Regions from separate parts of the Hordeum vulgare genome. Here region 1 is linked to region 2. Evidence: chromatin contacts called from public Hi-C data. All regions are on one chromosome and are shown on one strand. The core of a region is the stretch at or near the end of the contact, and the rest is flanking DNA. Distances in the headings are between cores, read along the strand shown. Region 1 holds the start of LOC123400076 (pantothenate kinase 2). Region 2 holds the start of LOC123400074.

Region 1 (3,435 bases), core at 366-2,865, 310 kb after region 2:
AGGTTGGCATCGGTCGAATCCCGCCATATTGCCCTCGAGCCAGGCGAATGGGACACCGTTTGTCCTATTGCCTTCCCTATAGAGAAAGAGAGGTAGAGCAGTCACCAATGAGAGCGGTAACCCTCTGACACCAGTTCTTGTTGTCCACTCGTCCGGTGAGAGCCTGGCGGTCGATGTGAAGTCTTGTGATCATGGCAAAGTCCTCGAGCGTCATAGTCATCTCGCCACAAGGGAGATGAAAAATGTGTGTGTCCTACCGCCAACGATCAAGCAATGCCGTGAGAGCTGCATGGTTCATCACCGGTGACACGCGTTTGAACTGAAGGACAAACGGTAGGAGGCCAGCACGCTCGAAGAAGGGCTCATAGCGCACGCCATATGTCATCTGGGTACCCTTCGTGTGACTCCTCATTCGCATGACCGTAAGTGTCCGTCAAAATTGAACAAATATGTTAGAACCTTACTTTATATAAGAAACATTTACATGAAAATTATTATGGCTTCACTTGTTACCTCTCCACGCTCGAGAGCACGAATATGATGGTTCTTGTCGAAAGCCATGTCAAGTCCCGTATACACACGTCCATTGTGCTCATGCTCGGCTATCCTAACATAACAAATAGTTTTATTATATGACTCAACATCATCTACACATACAAATTTAGCTAAACTATAGAAAAAATAAACTAAACACCCAACATCATAAAAATGTTGCAATTTGGCAATGCATCTATCTTCAGAGTACAAATTTGCATTCATAAACATTCTCACGAATAAACATTCTGACAACTTCGAACGTGAGCAAGATAAACATAATCATCCTAACACTTGCATATATTTATCCGGTCGTTTATGATGGATTTCCATAAATTCCAATACTAAAGATTATGCATTTAACATCCATATGAATTCATCATTCACTCACATAGAACAGTAATACTTGACTATGCCATACAAATTATTCATCCAAGATTAATAGTACTTCCATCATATCCATACATTGATCTCATATATTCATCAAGACAATGATAATACTCCATCATATACTACTGAACATATTTAAACTAGAGCAAATTTAAAAAAAGAGGGAAGACTTAGATAGCACCTAGCGCCAAATAGTACGTAAAAAAATACAACAATATTGTAACAAATAGTTGGAGGGATTGTATGAGCATACCATCCTCTTCGTCTTGCTTCAAAAATCTCCTAAAATGATGGATAGGGGAGGAAGATCGACATGGGAGATCGAGAGGTGGAGAAAGGCACCGTCGCCTTTGTTTCGCGAAGAGGAGGAAGAACTGAGTTGATGGATATGTGTGGTCTTCCCATAGTCCGAAGGAGATTAACCGGACTGAATAGTGACTGTAGGCTAGCACACCCTACCATCATTGATTGTGACGATAGGAACCTAATCCACGTAGAAGGTGTCGTCAACCTTGACGGACCTTACCGTCAGCCATAGTGACCATAACCTGTGCTCCCCTACCGTCACAGCAAGGAGATCAGATCCGGAAAAAAGTTTAACATAGAGTCACATCGTGCTGAACTTGTCTAAAAGTCCGCCGCACGCGAGTCCATCCATAGTGCTAAACTTGCAGGGTCAAAACAGCGAATTTGTGCGCCGCACGCGAGTGCGAGTCCATCCATAGTGCTCGCAGGCCAGGACCACGAGTCCACCCATCCACGCACCCAGTGACGCACGCCGCGAGCGAGGCCGAAGACCGAGGAGCAGAGCCGATCCCCCCATCCATCCCCAACCTGCAGCGTTTCTCCCCACACAAATTGAGTTGAGAGTTCCCCCTTGAGATCGAACGATCGATTCCGTTTTTGTCTCGCGCTGCTTGGCGATTTTCGATCCCCCCAAAGCAGTAGCCGGCAGGTGGGCGGTTGGTGGCGGCACTGATCCATCCCCCTCCCCTCCCCTCCCCTCCTACATCAAATCCACTGGCCTGGAATGGCGGCCAATAATAGCGGCAGCGAGCCCCCCATCCCCGAGGACGACGTGAAGCACGAGCCGGAGGCCAAGGGGAAGGCGCCGGCGGCCTCGTCCACCACCACCACCACCACGATGAACCGCTCCGGCTCGCGCCCGCAGCTCGACCTCAGCGGCGCCGCCATCCACGGCACCCTCGAGGACCGCAACCCCACCATCCTGCTGCCCAACCAGTCCGACGACATCTCCCACCTCGCCCTCGACATCGGCGGTACGTCATACCTGCTCTCACACTGACCTTGCCTCCGCGCCTCTCCTGCTCGAATTCGATGTCATCCGCCAGCAGTGTCGCCGCATTAAGCGTACCGGGTGAGGTGGTTACTGTAGAGTGTGGAGGCAGTGCATGAAGAAGGACGCTAGCTTGTTTTTCACTTTTCAGTAAATAAATAGCTGAAATAAGACGGGTCGTAGTAACAGCGCATGAAAGATGAAATGCAAGCCATGGACGGGGGCTTTCCAACTCCGGATTACCGTGCTGCTCGCTCAGTACGGATCGTTGTGAAGACCGCTCTATGCGTGCTCTTGCTAATTACTCCTATTAATAGCCTGCATTTTGGCTTTTGTGTTTTTGTTCACAACATTGTTTTCTGGTCATCAGTCTGAATGAGAGCTACAAACTGTCTGTTTGGTATCTGAACTGTACGTTTTCCCTCTAGGCTCTCTTATAAAGTTGGTATACTTCTCACGGCATGCCGATCAGCCCACCGAGGATAAACGCAAGCTATCCACCAAGAGAAGGCTTGAGATATTTACTGGTGCCAGGAGGAGTTACCCGGTTCTTGGAGGGAGGCTCCACTTTGTCAAGTTTGAGACTGGGAAACTAAACGAATGTTTGGACTTCATTTCTTCCAAACAACTACACCGGGGCGGTATGCAAATATTAGCACTACTTCGTTTTAAATACAAATTGATACATTGGTATTTTGATAGAAAACAATTAAAAACTTGCACGCGATGGATTTTACATGTATTCTGTATAATTGCACTGTGTTAAGATGATAGATAGTTCTATTGTAAAACAAAGGAAAATAATACTCTCTTATATAAACATAGTGACAATATATATATATGGATAGTTATCAAAGTTATCATAACATGTGCGTACCTGCTAATAATTTTGAGGGTGACTTGTGCATATTTCTTCTTTATTTCTCAGTCCTCTGGTTTTCCTAATTGGATATGCTGACGTGTTGGTTTCATATTTCATATATTTATTCTGATGGTATGCTCAAGTTTGTGCGTTTCATGTTCTTACATTGCATTCCTTATTGTATTCTATCCATTTTGGAAGTGCACCATATGTCCAATTTGATGTATATATACGTGAGCTTAGACAAAATTCCATAATCTCGTAATTGCTCCCAGCCTCCCATCACTATGTTTCATGTGTTTTTACTGTTTCTTTTTTACTTATCTCTTTTTGTGCTCTCGCATTGAGTTGT
Region 2 (3,695 bases), core at 44-2,543:
ACGACCTCAAACGTCCGGCTCATCGGCACCCCTCATATCCAGTCCAAACATGGGGCGGATATGGGGGAGCCTCGACGCGCTCGGGCATGCCCGTCACGTTGGCCTGACAGCGTGGCCCCACGCGGACTCGCCCGGAAACACGACCGTTCGACGGACGCCTCCGCTGTCGATGCTGTGTGAACGCCTCGTGGGTCCGTTCCGGCTCCCCGTCCTTATCCATAGCCAGCTAAGTCGACTGGTGTCCCCCGAGCCCTAGCATACCCTCTCCTTCCTTCCGTCGCCGCCACCCAAGCCGCCAGCCATGCCCCCACGCCACCGCCACTACATGACCCAACATCGTCTCTTGCTCCTTGAGCAGGTCCGGATCCGGAGGGCCGCGTGGCTACCTCTGGATTCAGAGGAGGATTTCAAGGAGGCCAAGGAGGTGAAGGAGGAAGAGGAGGAGAAGGTGGGGTGGAAGAGAATGAGGAGTAGGAGCTGACCGATGAGACATCGTCGCTAGGTGTGGGAGAGGACTAGCAGGAGCCGACGTAGGAGGCGCCACCTGGATGTGGGGAAGGAGGAGACGCGGGCGATGAAGGACGTGGATCTGTGGCCGGAGCAAGTGACCATCCTGAACTCAATCCATTCGGAGTCGGCTGCAGAGGCCAGGCGTCTCCGTCGACAGCAGATAGAGGCGACGCGGGCTACGCAGCCGGCTCAGGCTCTCACCGACGATGACGAAGAGTAGCATAGTATGTCTAGCACGTAGGCTATTCATTTTGTATGCTTTTGTATGTGTATATAAGATACTCCCTTCGTTCCTAAATATAAGTCTTTTAAGAGATTTCACTAAGTGACTACATACGGAGCAAAATGAGTTAATCTATACTCTAAAGTATGTCTATATATATCCGTATGTAGTTTTCTACTAAAAACTCTAAAAAGACTTATATTTAGGAACGGAGGGAGTAAAATATAAGAGAGTTGGGTGTACATGAATAGATTTAGCGGACGTCCAGACACTTATGCGAACATTTAAAGGGCGGATTTACAAGTTGTAGCTGTAGATGATTTAATGTTTTAAGCATCCGTGCGGATCGTACCTGAGCAAATCCTTGTGTCCTGACTGAGTTGGTAGCTGTTCTTTCTTCTTTGTGTGTTTGCGACGCTCGGACGTTTAGAAAATGCGGTCACTGCATTGGAGTTGGCCTTATCCCGCGAATCCTCACGGCGGTTTCTCAGATGAGTGCCGCACTGCCGCTTTCCCTCCCCGCGTCTCTCCTGCGTTGTGTTGCGGTGGACAAGGACGGACCCCACGGCGGGAGGCGACGAGAGCACCGCCGCCACAGAAAGCAGCACGCGGCCGGGCCACCACACACGCAGACACAGATCTCTGCCCCCGACGGCCCGAGCGCCGTCCTCCGCCACAACTTCGCCATGAGCGCGCGCTAGCCCCGCCCTTCTTATCCCCGCTCCCCGGCCACCTATGGCCGCTGCTGCCGCTCTCCTCCCATGGCACTCCTCGCGCTCCGCCTCGGCCACAGCAGCCTCCTCCCCGCCCCGCCGCTCCGCCACCGACGCCACCGCCACCGCCTCGTCGTCTCCTGCAGCGCCGTGAGGGACGGGGGCGCGGCGGTGGTCTGGTTCAAGCATGACCTCCGCGTCGACGACCACCCGGGCCTCGTCGCCGCCTGCGCCGAGCCCCGCCGCCCCGTCGTGCCGCTCTACGTCTTCGACAGCCGCATCCTCGCCGGTGAGTTGCTGCTCGGTTCTAGCGTCGAGGTGCGACGTTCGGCCTGGGGTTGAGGAATGGGGATCGGTAGTTGCACGGGGCGTGTTCGGTACAATGCCTCACCGTAGGGATTCTCGGCCGTGTTCGCACGCCTCAAGTGCTTGGATCGTTGTGCTCCAGCAACGTTGATGCGAAAGCTAGTGTGCCTTCGATGCTTGGTTTGGTGGTTCTGTAGATATGCAAAGCAAACTAACGCCAAATCACACCGAGCAAGGCGTCCGTTGTAAAATTGAGCTGTCAGATGTTGGCCTCATTACCATTAGCCTGCTGGCTTAAAACACAGTTTGCCATTTGCCATAGACACTATTAAATACTCCCTCCCTCCGTCCCAAAATAAATGTCATTCACTTAGTACAAAATTTATACTATTTAGTTATAAATTTGCGACACTTATTTTGGGACAGAGGGAGTAGAAACCAGTTCTTCATACCACATCGCAATTGGTGCTTCTCAGGATAGTGTGACTCCATCTGAATCCCCACATGTATGTAGGTTACCGTTGCCAAATTGTGTACCACACCTGCCTGTCAGACCAGTAAGGCCCGAAGAATGAGACTTGGGTGCTGTAAACTAAGTCACTGACACTGTCTCTGCTTCTGTAATGCTAGAATCATATACCTCTTAATGAACATGCGTAAGCCAACCCTGACTCGTCTAAACATGGTTCAACAGAAATCATTAAATGACATTTGACAAATCACATCTAATGGATTTTAGCAGGCAGTTTTACTCCTGGCTTAGTTTCAAAAACATTTAGACAGTTAGTATCAACTCTTTAATCCTTTGCAGGTTATTCAGACACGAGGCTGGAACTGCTACTCTTTGCTTTGAAAGACCTTAAGTTGGCGTTGAAGTCTCAACGGTCTGATCTGCTCATAGGCTTGGGAAATGCTGAAGATGCTGTTTTGAAACTCGCAAATGAGGTCGCTATGCAAGGTTCATGTTGAGAATTGAGGTTTAAGAGTATATGCATACCTTCCTAACATATCCGGATCTCCTGATTGCATGCATTGGTGGAGTATAACAGGTACAAGCGGGTGTCATTTATACAGAAGAGGAAGTTGAACACAGTGTGTGCAGTGTTTTAGCCAATGTTGAATCTTCTTTGTCTAATGGATCGTTCACACGGGGAAACCCTCCTGAGATAAAGTTCTGGAGTGCCCCATTGTATGACTATAAGGTAGTTAAAGTTTGATATCTCAAGTGTTAATTCTCTTTATTATCATATAGCAACTTGATTATGTATGGCATGCTGAAGTGATCATTCCACCAGAGTTTGAGGCAACTGTCAACATCACGCAACCAATTTTTGAATGACAAATTCTCGACAACTACAGCTCTCCCTACCCCCACTCTTCCTACTCTAAATGTGGAGATAGACACAGGTGCACTTCAATTCCATTCGTTTTGGCTGATAATTATATGTTTCCTTGAACATATCAGTGTGTCCATTTAGATATTACAACAGTTTCCTGTTCAGGTTCTCTACCCACACTTGAAGAACTAAAAGTATTCCTGAAAGAGAGTAGAATGGCACAAGATAATTGGGTTCCTATCAAGAGGACGTCAGCAAGATCTATTCTAAAAGCCGCCCTCATTCAGAGGAAGATTAAAAGTAATGTCTCCTTAAATGACGGCGATGGAGGAAACATAGAAGATATCACCACAAGTACTGGTGCATCAGGGAGGAAAATAGCAGGTTCAATGTTTGCATCGGAAAGTTCACTTGAAGTTAGAGGTGGAACAGATATTACACTGGATGCTTTAGATGCTTACCTGAAATACCTCGAAGGCACAGGAAAGGCCAGTTGGCAAGAGTATGTATCATGACCCTGTTGTTTTCATTTAATCAGATTCTCATTAGATGATTTGTTCACTCGAAGCCAAAATTACAGAATACATAGTTATCAACATTATTATT

Evidence for each region. Hi-C and Micro-C count contacts between places; a contact is called where the count stands out from the background.
Region 1: a contact with region 2 is called in a Hi-C map of leaf, with 2.8 times the contacts expected there. The contact joins the promoter of LOC123400076 here to the promoter of LOC123400074 in region 2. A contact is called at or near these places in 3 of 6 Hi-C or Micro-C datasets (leaf and seedling) and 1 of 1 datasets of contacts at active chromatin or transcription factors (embryo).

Annotation. Positions count from the first base shown.
Region 1 is chr5H:500,101,490-500,104,924 of MorexV3_pseudomolecules_assembly, forward strand. LOC123400076 (pantothenate kinase 2) reads left to right here and starts at 1,616. Exons shown (of 22, transcript XM_045094475.1): 1 at 1,616-2,204; 2 at 2,650-2,862. The coding sequence starts at 1,955.
Region 2 is chr5H:499,787,435-499,791,129 of MorexV3_pseudomolecules_assembly, forward strand. It overlaps LOC123400074, which reads left to right and starts at 1,294. Exons shown (of 15, transcript XM_045094472.1): 1 at 1,294-1,735; 2 at 2,564-2,697; 3 at 2,802-2,954; 4 at 3,048-3,159; 5 at 3,255-3,591. The coding sequence starts at 1,495.